Regions from separate parts of the Mus musculus genome. Here region 2 is linked to region 1. A link is a contact called in public Micro-C data. All regions are on one chromosome and are shown on one strand. Each heading gives the region's core, a stretch centred on a gene start, on an enhancer-like site or on the middle of the called end of the contact. The rest is flanking DNA. Distances are from core to core; before and after follow the strand shown.

Region 1 (7,480 bases), core at 2,121-4,620:
GGTAAGTGGGACTCCCACTAATAATCCCACGATTCTTCTTCTAGCCCTTCACCTCTTCTCCCCGATGCCCTCGTTTCCATTGAAATGCCTCATGCCCACCTTCCCTCTCTTCTGGAAGGCGACACGGCTTCTCACCTCCTCCACAGCCGTCTATAAAGAACTGAGCTTTCTCAAGCTCCGCTGTATGAGTTAGCTTTTTCAAGCAACAGATAATGTCCTAACTACTCTCTATGCATGGACACCTTTAATTCCTGTGTGTGCAGGTATGTATTTATATGTGTCTTTTACATGGGGATGTTGGAGGACAACCTCAGGGATCTATCCTTCCTCAGGAGTCTTTCTCCTTGTTTTAATGAGATAGAATCTCCCATCGTCCTATAGCTCATGGAGTAGCCTGGGCTGCCTGACCAGGAACTTCTTTTGCTGCCCCACAAGCATGGAACTGGGAGTGTATAACACGAGGACATGTCCAGCTCTTTTACACAGATCAGTTTTTTAAAGACCCGACTCAACCTCTTATGGTTGGATAGCAAAACTTCACTGATTCCACTCTCTCCGGCCCCAGCAATCTTCATCCCCACAAACATTTACTACAGGTGCTGTTGTTTCCCTTGCTTAACAGAGGACACTAAAGCTTACCAAGGCTACAAGGCAAGTGGAAGACAGATCTAGTACACTCGGAAGGGTTGGGTTTTGCTGAAAAAGTTCCCCAACAACACTGCTGTTCATGAGTCCAGAGCCGATTTCTTTCTGCCCACTGCATAGCACACAGCTTCCGTTGTCCAGTTTAATGCCTAGTACAAGATAGCTGTGTGGGCTCAGACGCTCACATCTGTATTGCAAGGAGCATGGAGGAGAGAGGAGAAAATGGAAAGGTAAAGATGTCTCCTCCTACCCTGAAGAGTAAGCCCTTAAAGGAACGTGTGGAAGGTTCTCATAAAGCTCCACTCACTCGCCTCATTAACTGATGGAACCATAACAACCAGGAACTAAAGGGGAAATGAAGTTTCTCCATCCCAGGGTAGCAAGCTAATCCCACAGTAGCAAGGAAACAAAGAGCACAGTTCTTTAATGGTCCTTGTACTGGCTGGTTTTGTGTCAACTTGACACAGGCTGGAGTTAACACAGAGAAAGGAGCTTCAGTTGGGAAAATGCCTCCATGAGATCCAAAGGTAAGGCATTTTCTCAATTAGTGATCAAGGGGGAAAGGCCCCTTGTGGGTGGGACCATCTCTGGGCTGTTAGTCTTGGGTTCTATAAGAGAGCAGGCTGAGCAAGCCAGGGGAAGCAAGCCAGTAAAGAATATCCCTCCATGGCCTCTGCATCAGCTCCTGCTTCCTGACCTGCTTGAGTTCCAGTCCTGCATCCTTTGGTGATGAACAGCAGTATGGAAGTGTAAGCTGAATAAACCCTTTCCTCCCCAGCTTGCTTCTTGGTCATGATGTTTGTGCAGGAATAGAAACCCTGACTAAGACAGTCCTCTTTCAACCTTCCATCCTGGATGGAAAAGGCAGCTCAATCCCCTTCCTAGAGCAGGTAATTGGCACCAATTTCTTCTACATTTTGTATGGTTGCTTTTATTTTTGAGACAGAGCTTCATACAAAACAGGATAGCCTCAGACTCACAACATAGCCAAGAATGGCCCTGAACTTCCTATCCTCCTGCCTCTACCTCCGGAATGCTGGGGTTACAATCACCATACTACCATGTACTGTTTCTGTGGTGAGGGAGACCAAACCCAGGGCTTTACCCACAGGAGGCAAGCACTCTACCAACTGAGCTAGCTACCTCCAGGCACAGACATCGGCTCTAACTCCAGTTCAACTGCTCCAGCGGCTTTCCACGTTCCCACACTTCAATCCAGCAGGGACCAAATACCCATGTGGGTACTGCCAACGTCCCCAGCTTGCTTTTTTCATTCTTCCCTGTTCTGTCTGCTGAGCAGAGCTATGCCTTTGCCATCCTGTCATCTAACAATCTGAAACATTCCTGCTCAATTTCTATGTAAAAGCTCAGCTTTCCAGTTCTTCACATACTCCTTAGGAAGAACTAGCCTTGGCTAAAAGAACCCAGCCCTCCCTCCCACCATCTGCCCTTATCCCTCCCTCCCACCATCTGCCCTCATCCCTTTGCACTGAGCTGAGCTCTGAGGAGCTGGCGCACAGTGACTCCATCATTCATAGATCTCTAGCACCATAGTGGCTTCCATATAGCAGGTGTGTCTTGTGTTTGCCCAGTCCCCATGCAAAGCACCATGACAGCAGATTGTGTGTGGTTATTAGGTCTGTGCCTCCACCCCCCCCCCAGGAGGTTCTGAACCATATCACTCTGAACATCTTTTCAGCTCCCCACTGGCTTATGTCCGAAGCTTACTGATGTATCTTGCCAGGCAAAGGCCCTTCTACTTCACCACCAGTTGTTGGGCCCCATTACCTACCACCTGCCAGGCCTGTTTGAATCACGAAGACATGGAAGACATAACACTTAATTCATTCGGTGCCCTTGGGCCCACCAAACCTTTACTTCACCAACCTGTTAAACTTTCCGTTCAGAGCGTCACTATCCATGAGTATGCTCTCACCCTCTCAAAAAAAGAAAATGGAGGGTAAAGTGAACTTTTCTCATGATTTCTTTGTGCTTCATACAGGAGAGTACAGCTCAGGTCACTTGGAGAGCAGGGTGACCAGAAGCCAGCACTCAAACCATGTCCCCTGAAAGGGCCCAACTCGGTGTGACTCCCAAAAGGTGAGTAGTTTAGCACCATCTCCTGAACAGAAAAGTCACTTTGCTGACCCATCTCCAGAGACATCCTACAAACGGGATTTGCTCTTTGTTGGAGCTCTTGGGTGTGTTTAGGGGAAATGTCTTATCAAGTGTGTTTACAACAAAAGTCTCTCTCCAAACCTGGCATGGCCCTTCACATGATAAAAGCAACTCCACCTGTGGAAGGAGGTGGGCAGGGAAGTAGCCATCTGAGAAGCAAAACCAAGAGAGAGGACAGGGTGGAGGTCTCTGGGGACACCTGTCTTGACATTTCTCTCGACTGATTGTGCTGCGCTGCGCGCTGGGCTGCTCTACAGCTTTCTTTGAGCTGCCTCTTTTAATCCTAAAGTGTAAAATAGGACCCCTGCTGTGAGGAGTGGGCCTTGGGACACAAGGTTGCCTTTTTGTCTGTTTTTACTGTTTTATAATTAGCGAACAAAGAATCAGGTTTCACTGAGCCATTTTTGTTGGTTTTGATCTCCCTTCTCTGTCTCCCCAAAGCCTTACCCCCAACCCCTGTGAGCTGCTTCCACCCAACTCCACCCCCTTCCAGGGCACAGGAACTCACCATCTTCTCTCTCTTCTCAGCCCACCAGCCGCCAGCTCCCTCCCCACCCCGTCCTGCTCATGGTCCGCATTCCTTTCCTTACAGCCACAGGCACACATGCATGACAATAAAAGCTAGGTTCCAAGAATGACACCTAGGATTTGTTTCTCTGGCCTGGATTACCTCTTTTAATATAATAATTTCCAGATCTGCACATTTTTTCCCAAAAATGTTATAATCAAAAGGCAAAATAAGGAGGAAGCAGAGAAGGAGGAGGAAGGAGGGGCTAGTAAACCCACACACCTGTCAAACCACTGCCCATCTTTAACCTAATTCCTGAGGGAAGGCAGCTACATTTGTTTATATGTTGTTTGTAATCCCCACACCAGGGGCGTGGAGAGACCAGCAGATGCTTGGGGCTTAATAGTCAGCCAGCCTATGCTAATAGGTGAACTGCAGACCAGGCCAGTGACAGACTTTGTCTTAAAAGTCAGCCAAGGTAGAGCCTGAGGTTAGCCCCTGGCATAGGTTTGTACAACACACACGCAGGCGCGTGCACACACACACACAAATATGGCCACACCCATTGGAAAATATCCCCTAGGCCAAATTAGCTGAACCTGCTGAAATCCTCAGTTAGGACTCAATCAAACTCCTCACCGGGATAGTCAATGCTGATGTGCCTCCTTCTGCTGATTGTGCACACAGCACAAGCGCATTGCCCCCTGTGGGGTCAGAGGCTGCCATGCCCTACATAAACAGGGACAATGCTAACAAAGGCAGGTCAGGCCCAGCCCATGCTCACCAATAACGGCTGATTTGTGAGAGGAAAACTAAAACAACTGCCTCCCAGAGACAGCCCTTGCAACCCACCAGATCCACAATTAGAGCTGAACTGTGCAATCTTTGCATTTAAAGGGAAATCAATGGCATTGATCGGATCAAATAAGAGCAGCCACATATGAACGCATGACACTTCTGAAGGCTGCAAAACGCTGTTTTAAGAATAAAATCAGTGTGGGTGTCTTGGAGCCATAGACAAGGGGAGGGGGTGCCCAGCAGGGAAGCTTGGGACTTCTGATTTCTGCCAGACAAAGGGTGCAATTGCTGTGGGTGAGCTCTTGGCTGGTGACCCAGGTTTGTCTAAGCCCTCAGCAGCCGACATTTGTCGGTGGATTTTATTTAACAGTAAGGACTTCAATGGTTTTCTTACCCTCTTTCCTGGGGTTCCACACAGCAGTCAATTAAATTAGCCCCAAACTCGAAAAGACACCAAAGTAATCAGTTTATGGGGATTTAGAGCACAGGGGCTCCAAGGCTGGTGGGGCCAGGCACTCCAGTCTGCAGTCACTGGGCTCTGGAATTACATCCTGCTTCCTCCAAAGGGAACTTGTGGCCAGCGGGGCCGGCAGGGCTGCATGTTATCTTCAGCTTTAGGGGTGTCCTTCTCAGCCAGCTCCATCCACACTTCAGCCTCAGGGGTGTGAGTCTCTGGGAAGCTATTGCTAAGGACTGTAGGGTTGTCCCAACTCCCCAACACCAATAGACATGATAAAGCGTGCTCCTGTATGGGAGTCACAATGAATCATGCAAACACATCGGCAGGAAAGCCAAGCTGAAAAGGTGACATGAAGAGTTGACTTCTCAATCGACCAAACAAACAAAAACCTTTTTTTTTTTAAAGTAGTTTTAAAAGTAGTGAGGCCTGGGGTGAGGCTCAGTGTGTAAAGTGCCTGTCCTTCATTCTGTGATTCCCAACCCTGCAGGAACCAGGCGTGGTGGTTGGTGCACAGCTATAGGCCCAGGACTTGGGAGTGGAGGCAGGAGGGTCCGAAGTTCAAGGTTATTCTTGGCTGCATAGTGACTTTGAGGCCATCTTGAAACACAAAAGACACTGTTTAAAAAAATAATGAGAGTAAGAAGCAATGCATGAAGCCTTCATATTTGGAAAAGTTGACCAGGCCAGGCATCAAAAAACTGCTTGGGAAATATTTATTGTCAAGCAATGATGCTCTCTTCAAACTTCGACTTCAGAGGAAGCCCTCAGGAAGCCTCCGAGGGGCGAGGTTTCCCACACAAGCCTCCGAGGTAGAGTTTCAGGGTTATCTAAGTTACGTGGAGGTGCGGGCTTTTATGTTGCTTCGATGGTAATGAAATAAGCCGAGACATTTCCATCCCTTTATTAGCGTTTCCATTAAATCTGATGCATGGCGATGAGCATGGCCTTGAAAGAAGAATTGAGGACGAGCTAGCTGCAGCCAATTTTCATATCTCTAAACGAAAGTGAAGTGGGATGAACACTGTAATGCAGAGAATAAATCCCAGGATCCCAGCGAATTTATCTCAAGAGCTGAATCGCAGAGCTACAAATAAATAGCTAAACTAAATAAGGGGGGGGGGGAGGCCATAAAAGCCAAGAGCCGTAGCTTTGGATTTGTGGTCGGAGTGTACAGGTGTGTGTGCACACCTGTGGAGGTCAGAGGTCAGCCTCCGGCGCCATTCCCAAGGACTGCCCTGTCTGTGCTGAGACAGATTCTTTCGCTGAACCTAGAGCACACAGTTTCAGCTAGGTTGGGGTGTCAGGTGAGCCCCAGGGATCTGCCTGTCCCCGCCTCTGGAGCCCCCGGAACCATAGCATACACCTTCACGCTCAGCATTTTACCTAAAGATCACACTCATATCCTCCTGCTGAACACAGCACTAACGGAGCCATCTCTCCAGCCACATAGTGTTGTTGTTGTTAACAAATAAATTCATTAACTGATTCAAATGATAGTTGGAAGCACCTACTGTGTGTCAGACGCCACTCTATGTGCTGCAGAGAACAAAACAGACAGAAAGCCTGTTGCCGTCTGGCTGACCTTCTGCGGGAAATGTAACAGGCAAGTAACAGGAGCAGATCAGTACTCAGATGAAGCCACAGAGCTGCAGGGGCTCGGGAAGCCCTTCTCTTCTGTGATGGTCCCCTTCTCTGCTACACGGACCCTGCAGAGGCTGGTCCTCAGCCTCACCCCATCACTAAAGCAGCAGGAAGGGTAGAGGACAGCTGGTACCAACCTCCTTCCCCACACCTTGTGCGGATGGCAGAGCTGGTACGGTCATTCCTGACTCCACAGAGGTTACACCTGTCAGGAAAGCCTGGGAAGGAGAGGAGGGGAGGTGGACAATAGGGTAGAAGCCGATTGTCTTTATTGATACCTCAGAGAGAGAAGAGAGAAAGAACAGCAAGTGAAAACAGGCATTCTGGTTTGTTTTCTGTTGCTTCAATAAATGTATCATGGCCGAACTTGGAAAGTGTCTGTTTGGCTTACAGGTTCCAGTTTATCATCCAGGGACCCCAAGGCAGGAACCTGGGTGCTGAATCAGAAGCAGAGGCCACGGGGGAGTGCCACTTACTGGTTTCATTTCCATGGCTTGTTGATTCTGCTTTGCTATACAGCCCAGGACCACCTACATAGGGATAGTACTGCCCAGTGTGGGCTGGGCTCTCCCACATCAATCACTAATCAATAACATGTCCCGCAGACACGCCCACAAGCCAATCTGGTAGGGTCAGTTCCTCATCTGGGGGTTCCTTCTTCCCAGGTGATTCTAGTTTGTGTCAAGTTGACAAGACCTAACATCAAAGAAGTATGCCTAGGGATATCACCATAGAACGTAATGGAGGATCGTGGCTAAGGAAAGTGTCTAAGGGTGGGATATTGAACCAGGCTCCTTAGCTTTTAATACAGTAAATTGCAGGCAGAAATTTGCCTTAACAATTCCTGCCTCCCTAACTATCAAGTTAAAATGTCAGTTCACCCTCTTCTAAGTGGCCTCTTGATGTTCTGCTCCTGTAGAGAATGACAGAGATGTGCTGTTAATTGTTGGGGCCTGTGTGATTGGACTGGTCACTTACCCGACCCAGGGTCCACGAGCAACTTCTGTTCCTCTGCTCAGGGGGAGCAGAGGAGTGTCAGGATGAAACAAGACCAGGTCACCATTTCATGCTTGCCAAAGCACAAGCTGTTTCTACAGTCTTAAAAAAAAAAAAAAAAATTAAGGAGTAGCACTCAGCCAGGTTCACAGAATTAAATTTATTTGACTTGTAAATGCTCCCTTGAAGTGATTGACAGCTATGGAAATGACCAGGCAAATGTTATGCAAATCTCAGTCAGGGATTCTCTTCCA
Region 2 (7,480 bases), core at 3,615-6,114, 57 kb after region 1:
GTTGTTGCATCACACCATTTTTAGATGGTAGTGTACTTATTCTGTTTATTTAATGTTCATTTGTAAAGTTTTGTAAGATTTTTTTTCCGTATAAGTTTGAGTAACTTTTGTTCAAGCATGAGATAAAGACCAACCCCCTGTACAGATTTGTGTCGTGAAACTTTCCCAAACTGTGTTTTGTTGTTGCTGTTGTTGTTTTGTCTTGTGTTGCTTATTTTTCTACTCGCTTTTGTCACACACCCAAGTGGATGTTGTAAAGGAAAAAAAATTGCAAATCACACGCCTTTGAAAACAAACAGAAAAGATAGACAACTATCTTTACAATGCAAGTACACCCTGCAGAGGCAAGGAGCACTCAATGGGAGGATGTACCTGGATGGTTTGGCTCTGGTAGACTTTAATTACGTGAAAACTGAAACTATAGATTCCTTTCCTCGGTGCCACAAAGACAGATTCCAATGTGAAAAAATTACCCACGTTAACCAGGATCTGCAATAAAAAGCAACAAATAACAGAAAATTGTAGTTTCCTCCCATGAGTACAATAAATCCCTCCCTCCTCCCCTTCTTCTTCCTCCCCTCCCCATTTCTTTATATGGCCCTTCTCTCTTTTTTTTCTCTCTCCTGTTTCTTCCCTTTTTTTTTTTTTTTAAATAACTAACTTCAGAAACAATAGAGAATAAAACAGCTAATCCTATGTCTTTCTTGTTAAGTGACTTGGAAATAAAAGTGCATACTGGAAGCGTCTTCTACCTTTTAAATAGCACAGGGGAAAAAGGTAAATAAATACAATGACTGTGTTGCATTCAGGTGTCAGTTTCCAGGCCGAGGTGTCTGGGATCACCAGAGTACCATGTGAAGGTCTGTCTTAGCTTTCACTGAGAATCGGAGGGAAGATGTCTGCTGTTCGGTTCCATCTCCACAGTCCATGCGCCTTCCCAACGTCCAGAAGGGACGTTACCCAGCCAGCCAATCGGCATCCTGCAGTAATCCCTGGACACACCACAGAGGCATGTTATCCTCCCTACCATGGGGCATTAGTCCATGGCACCACAAGTTGGGGCCACAGAGATGGCAAAGCCAGGTTCTTCCCCTAGCCTCTGCCAGAGCTGTCCTCAGACCGATGGCTTTTTTTTTTTTTTTTTTTGCTTATGTGCCATCTAAGCCTTAATATCATACACTGGCAATGAATCAGCCCTGGCTGGGTGCCAAGAGAAGGGCATACATGTGGACAGTAAACCGGGTGGCCTTTCCGTGCTCTCCCGTGTCTTGTTTTATCTTCCTATCAGCCACCTGAAATCTATCTGAAGCTCAAGGGTCTAAAGTGAAAAGTTAAGTTAGCCGTTGTTTCTAAGAAAGCCACAATGTGCCTTGTGTTCCAGTGTGTGGCCTGGTTGTGACATTAACTCTGATTTTCTGTACATTCTCAGTCAAATCTCAGTGTCTCGGAGGTACGTCCCTTCCTGGGAGAGCATAAGAGCCCAAACAAAACAAGGAAGCTTTCTTTCATGTCTCACCAAGAAATAAATCCATAACAATCAGATGTGTCTCCAAAGATATATTTCCTGCTTATTAGAGTCAGTCTGCTGTTATCTGTCTCAAACATCATCATCTTGTCAAGATTAACATATTTCGTACTTCCTGCTTCATTTCCTCAAAGTGCACCCTGCCTCTTTACAGCACGCCAGAACGTCAGAACACTTAGGTAAATGCACCGGTCTCAGCCCTGCCTTGAAATACAGATCTGTGCGAGGTGTGAGATCCCAGCTTCTCACCATAAGTATCAGCTCTCTGCCCTCTGACGTGTGACCAGATGGACTTTCTAAAGCCCCGTCACCAGCTGTGCACAATGGCCTGACAAAACATCTTTTTGCCAAGCACGTTAGAATAATGTAAAGTGCTTAGCCAAGACTGGGAGACTCGGACACAAGAGGCATCCTTTATTAACAAAGTAGAGGTGCCAATTATTGTTGATCAGTAAACACGAAGCTAGCCGCGGACTCTGCAGGGTAATAGAAGCATCCAAGCACGTCAAGATTTATAACTAAGTGTGTCTTGTTGTCTCAAAGATGCACGGCTCCCAGAACAAAAGAAAAACCCCTTTCCTGTTCTAATTGGTGGGAAGGACATTGAAAAGAATGCCCCAGACAAGGATAACACAATGTCCACGAGGCTTCAGCATTTAGATAATGCGCTAAAACACAGACCAGGCTGGCCTTAGGCTCCCTCTCCATCACTTTGTTAAACACTGCACCAAAATCTCTAAAGGGATTACTTAATTCATTTTTTTAAAATTATAGCTATCCCATTCTAAGCCTCTAGGGAGACATCTCTGTCTCTAGCCAGCTGGCGAGTGTCTTACTTAGAATTAAGTCAAGAGCACGAACGTCACCCCGAGTCTTTCCTGGCATGTCCCGAAGCCCCGCTTAACCCGCCTGCGGGACTCGGCATACAACTGTGAACTGTGTGACTTTGGCATAAGACAGACTCCTGGTACTGTTGGGATTGGAACCAAAATGCAGGAGTCAGGGCTTTGCTAAGCTGAATCCCAGGGATTGCTCGTCACTCCTGTCTACAGAGCCCTGAGCAGCTGGGCAGAAGCTGCAGCTTTCATCAGTTTCAGCCCCATCCCCTGGCTGCTACCTCAAAATCTGTGCTTTCTCAGCAAATTACAATGCCCTGGGGGAACCAGAAAGGGAAACCCAGCCCCCAGCGCTTACCTGCCCAAGCTCTATGCAATTACTCCATCCTTTTTCCTCCTGCCTGGGCAACTTTTCTGAGTGGAGCAATAGTGAGAAAGGCTTTTGATCTCTACCAGGCAGGGTGGTGTTAATCCAGCTACCCTGGACCCTGCGGAGTCACCCTAGCTAGAGATCTGGAGATGGTCTCTGACCCCCCCCCCCCCAGAACCACACCCCTAATCATCTGTGTCTACTTGGAAGGGTCCCTGCACCTTGTGGAACCCCAGAGCCTTGTGGAGAGATGAGCCTCCACCTGGAAACACAAGTCAAACAATTCAGACTGTCTAATAGGGCCCCCTCAGAAACGCCTCCAGGGCACCTGCTGATAAGTCTGAGCCAGAGGCCCAACTTCTCTACCAATAGATCTCAGCATCCAGGGACAGTATTCCCTTCAGCCCCTGATGACCTGTTGCTGTTAAACTTGTCGTATCTCCAGGTGCTTTCCTCTGCGCTCCCAAGCCACCCACCGCGCAGGCCTGTGCCAAAGACTACGGGACTGAATGGAGGCTGTGGTTGCTGGGGAAGGGAGGCAGCTCTGAGTTTCAAACTGATACCGTCAGTTGATAAAACGATCTCGCCACATCCTATTCATATTAGCTGAATCTGGGCATGCAGCCCCCGATACCCAGAGACCACCCATCCCCATATGCGCTCTGCATCCCTCGGGAGTCTGACCTGATCAAAGTAAATGATGCGAGTCTTGTTGCTCATCTCAGATGGCTCGTGGTTGGTGCTCCGAACCGCCGAAAAAGCCACCTTGGAGTTTGCTGCCCGGACCGATATCCCCAGAGGGGAAGATGATGATCCCTTGGAGTCTGTAGCTGGGTTCGAGTCGCACACCACCAGACACTTGCCCTCCAGAACGATCGGTTCCGTGTCATTCTGTGCCCAGACAGGCAGCACTAGAATCAGCAGAACGGCTGGTACCACGGACAGCGCCCGGCGCGCGGAGCCCATGGTGAGCCGCGTGCGCAAGCGGCAGCCTGGCGCTTCTGCTCCCAGGCGGCGCCTGCTACCCCGGGATCCGGGAGCTCGGGAAGACGCCAGTGGCTAGATCGACAGCGCTGCAGGAACAGCGGCGGCGGCGGCAGCAGCGGCGCGCGCACTTCCACCAATTCTCAGGACTGAAGTCTCCCTTCGAACTGGCTGGCTGGCTCTGTTACCTTTGTCCTTTAAGGAGCTCATGCAGAACTCCTACCCTAACTCCTCCACCCCCAAATCAGTTTTGCCTGGGGCCACGGCACCCACACTTGTCCCTTGACATCTAAAAAGTCTCCAGACCCTCTCAGTCACACCTCAAAAGAACAAAATAAATTCTCACCCCGAACCCAAGCACTCCTGGTGAAGCACAGAGCTGAAGACACAGAGGGGACTCCGCGAGTAAACGCTAGCAAAGGTGGCTAGTGCCGAGCGGTGCGGGTGTCGGTCCTGTCCGAGGGACTCTGGTTGGCGCAGGAACAAATTACAGAGGCAGGAGGTGTTTCCGGGGATGAGAAGAATGCCAGGTTATGTCCATGGCTAGGATGCTAGCGACTTCCACTTGCGCTTGGTCAAAAATTCCCCCAAAGCCCGGTGTCACTCCGACGCAGGTAGGCGGCAGCTGAGTGCCCGTCGCCAAAAGCAGTTCTAAGGTGCAGGGCGCCTACTGCCCTGGGTTCCCGCGTCCCTGCGCACAACTTTGTGTCTCAGCGTGCAGTGCAGCCGGAGGGACAGCGCCGAGAGGGCACCCGCGCGCTATTTATAGGAGTGCTGCCTGCAGATGGCTTTGGCTCGCCCGCTCATCCCGTGGATCCCCGGAAAGCAGAAAAGGCGTCCGTTGACCCCAGCGGAGCAGCGCCTGTGTGACGTTGAACGCACCCGGACAGAGCGGGACGCACGGCGCTGCCGGCTGCCAAGGTCTGAGGTCACTTGATCCCCCCGAAATCGCACTTTGTGTACCCAGAGGATGATGCTCACCTGCCTGCACCTGCCAGGGGTCCGCGGCTGCTCGCCGCCAGCTCCACCTGGACCCGCAGAGGGAGTTGTGGGTCCCCTCACCCTGCCCTGCGCAAGACTCTCTGAACCGAACGTGGCGCTGCCAGCTCAGATGTGGAGATGGAAGGACCTCGGCGAATCTGCGCGGTTTGCTATCTGACGCTAAGAGGACCAGCCAGTGTCCCCCAACTGCGCCTGGTCAGGAGCTTGTCCCACGTAACCCTCGAGCCTGGAGAGCCCAGAAAAGCCCGGGGGCAGTTCTGTGCCCTGGGCGGGGCGGGTGTGGAGGAGGCGCCTGTTTTTTTTTCTTCTGCTCAAGAGGATGAGCCTCGGAACCCACTGGGGCTCGCCTTCTCACGCTGTGCAGCCATCCCAATCAGGGGCAGGAACAATCATAGTGAACAGTATCCCTTAAATGTAACAATTAAAATGCACACCCCGAGAGTACTGCACCCTCTCCCTCTTTGATGTTCCTCCCCTGTGCACTCCACTGCCATCTTGGCCTCTGACTGGCAACTTATTTTCCTTTTCGGAAGCCACGGAAGGGAAGCGGGGAAGCAGAGCTTGGCTTTGGAGTTGGCTGCATGAACCTGACCAAGACCTTAATGAGTGGCCAATACTACCCAAACTAAGGGCCCCGGCTTTCTGGTTCAGTATTCTTTGGGGTCAGGACACTCCCAAATTCCTTGTTGACTTCTCTTGACTTCAGCTGCAGGAGAACAGTGCAGCTATTCTCTAATCAAAACAACGTCCCTGTGGAAGCCACCAGCCACTCAGACCTCCTGATTAGTACGTACTGGTTGCAAATTGTTTAGAGGTTGAGTCATGTCCTTGGGTCAGATTAAGCTTCCCAGATGGTCCTGTGCGTTCTTGGAATGGCGTTCGAGCTCTTCCTCTGCAGAATCCAGACAGACCTACATCTTTAGTCTGATCTCCTAAGGTTCTCCAAGGGAATGTGTGCCGCAAGCTCATGCTGAAATTCCAAGTATTAAGATACAAGATGCCCCTAGGGTTGATCCTTAGCCCCAACTTCTTATAGTGATATAAAGATGTGCTGTCTGGAAACACAGTTGAGGGAGGTAGTCAGTGCAGCTTGTGAGTTGCTGGGGCTCTGGGGCTATGCTATTTGTAACAATGTTGCATATCTTTCATCGAAGCTCTAAAAAAAAAACAGAAAAGCTTGCCAGGCCTTTAGGAGAGTGCCACCTTGACACCACCGTAAACTTCATATAGTTTCTCATCTGACCTTTTCTGATGTCCTTATTCAAACACTGATCACTAGTCATTGCAGTGCCTGTGGCACTTCCGTGGTGTGTGTGGGTGTGGGTGTGTATACATATGTGTGCATGTGTGTGCAAATGTATGTGTATGTGTGTGTAAATGTATATGCACATATGTATGTGTGTATGTATGTGTACATGTATATGTCTATGCATGTTCTATTGTGTGTGCATGCATGTGTGTGCATGTGTGTATGTGTACATGTATATGTCTATGGATGTTCTATTGTGTGTGTGTGCATGCATGTGTGTGCATGTGTGTATGTGTGTGCATGTGTGTATGTGTACATGTATATGTCTATGCATGTTCTATTGTGTGTGTGCATGCATGTGTGTGCATGTGTGTATGTGTGTGCATGTATGTGTATATATGTGTGCATGTGTGTACATGTGAATGTCTGTGCATGTTCCATTGTGTGTGTACATGCATGTGTGTGCATATGTGTATGTGTGGGCATGTGTGTGTGCATGTTGTGTGTGTGTCCACTCGTGTATGTGCACGTGGTCCTGCTCTATTGCCTATTGTTTTACACCTTACTCCCTTGGGACAGGGTCTCTCACTGACCTTGGAGCTGGCTCTCCGTCAGCCAGCCTCAGCAAGCCTCCTGTCTCCCCCTTCTCTGGTGCTGGTGTCATAAGCACGTGCATCCACACTTGGCTTTTCATGTGAGTTCTGGGAATTTGCTAGACCCTCGTGCTTGCAGAGCAAGAGCTTTTATTGGCTGAGCCATCTCCCTGGCTCCAGGGCTGGGTTTGAGACCAGACACTAGAAGAAATTTGGTTCGACTTTTTCTCTTGTAAGGGTAAGAGTGCCTCCTCTGGCCAAGATGAAGAATCCAAGCTAAGCCTTGGGGTTTTGTTTGTTTGTTTTTCAACTGGGAGAAGTTTGAGAAAGAACTCAATTGACAGAGCTGTTAAATAGATAACCTTTATTCTCCTCACAAGCCCCGATATATTCTCTCTGTATTCTTTTCTTCTCTTAGGATTTATTTTCCAAAGAAGCTCTTAGCTAAATACATTTCTTTCTTCTGTCACCGACGGAGTATTTTTGTAGGCCTCAAATCCAGCAGGGGGACTGCATTACAGACCCAGGGGCTAAATGAACAGCGACTGAACACTTCTAAATAGACTGCATCGTATCAGCCATTTGTCCTCTAGTACAAGCTAATTGGAGCGAAACTTCTTCCATGAAACACAAATCCAAAGCTTCAGTCATCTGGGTGAAAGTCTTGGTTCCTTGTTAAAAGAAGTCTTGCTATTCAAGGTGACCTGTAGGTGTGGGATGGGGCATTTCCTGCAGTCACCTGCTAGGAAAAGTTATATGACATTGTGAGCCAATCAGTTATACCTTTCTCCCCTACGGAAGACAGAACTGAGAGAGCTTCAAGGCTGTGGCACTGGCAATCCCTTAAATACCAGAAGTCCATTGGGTATCAGACCTAGACAGACCGCTGAGAGGAGGCTCCCAGACTGTCTTTGTCTGGGC

Evidence for each region. A called contact is a pair of places that touch in the nucleus more often than the background predicts.
Region 2: a Micro-C map of embryonic stem cells shows a contact between it and region 1, with 1.8 times the contacts expected there. The contact joins the promoter of Cbln4 here to the enhancer-like site in region 1. A contact is called at or near these places in 1 of 39 promoter capture datasets (the HPC-7 cell line), 4 of 484 Hi-C or Micro-C datasets (embryonic stem cells, nephron progenitors and trophoblast stem cells) and 3 of 9 other capture datasets (adipose tissue, liver and pancreatic islet).

What each region holds. Positions count from the first base shown.
Region 1 is chr2:171,982,906-171,990,385 of GRCm38.p6, forward strand. No RefSeq gene overlaps it. Among named protein-coding and RNA genes, the nearest start is that of 1700028P15Rik, 24 kb to the left of the region's middle. Within about 2 kb of position 3,371, at least 20 of the 459 cell types and tissues checked have an H3K27ac peak or open chromatin away from gene starts, as enhancers often do. A contact at or near this core is called in embryonic stem cells, where this site is marked.
Region 2 is chr2:172,038,602-172,046,081 of GRCm38.p6, forward strand. Cbln4 (cerebellin 4 precursor protein) reads right to left here and starts at 4,865. Exons shown (of 3, transcript NM_175631.3): 1 at 3,416-4,865; 2 at 373-489. The coding sequence starts at 3,697.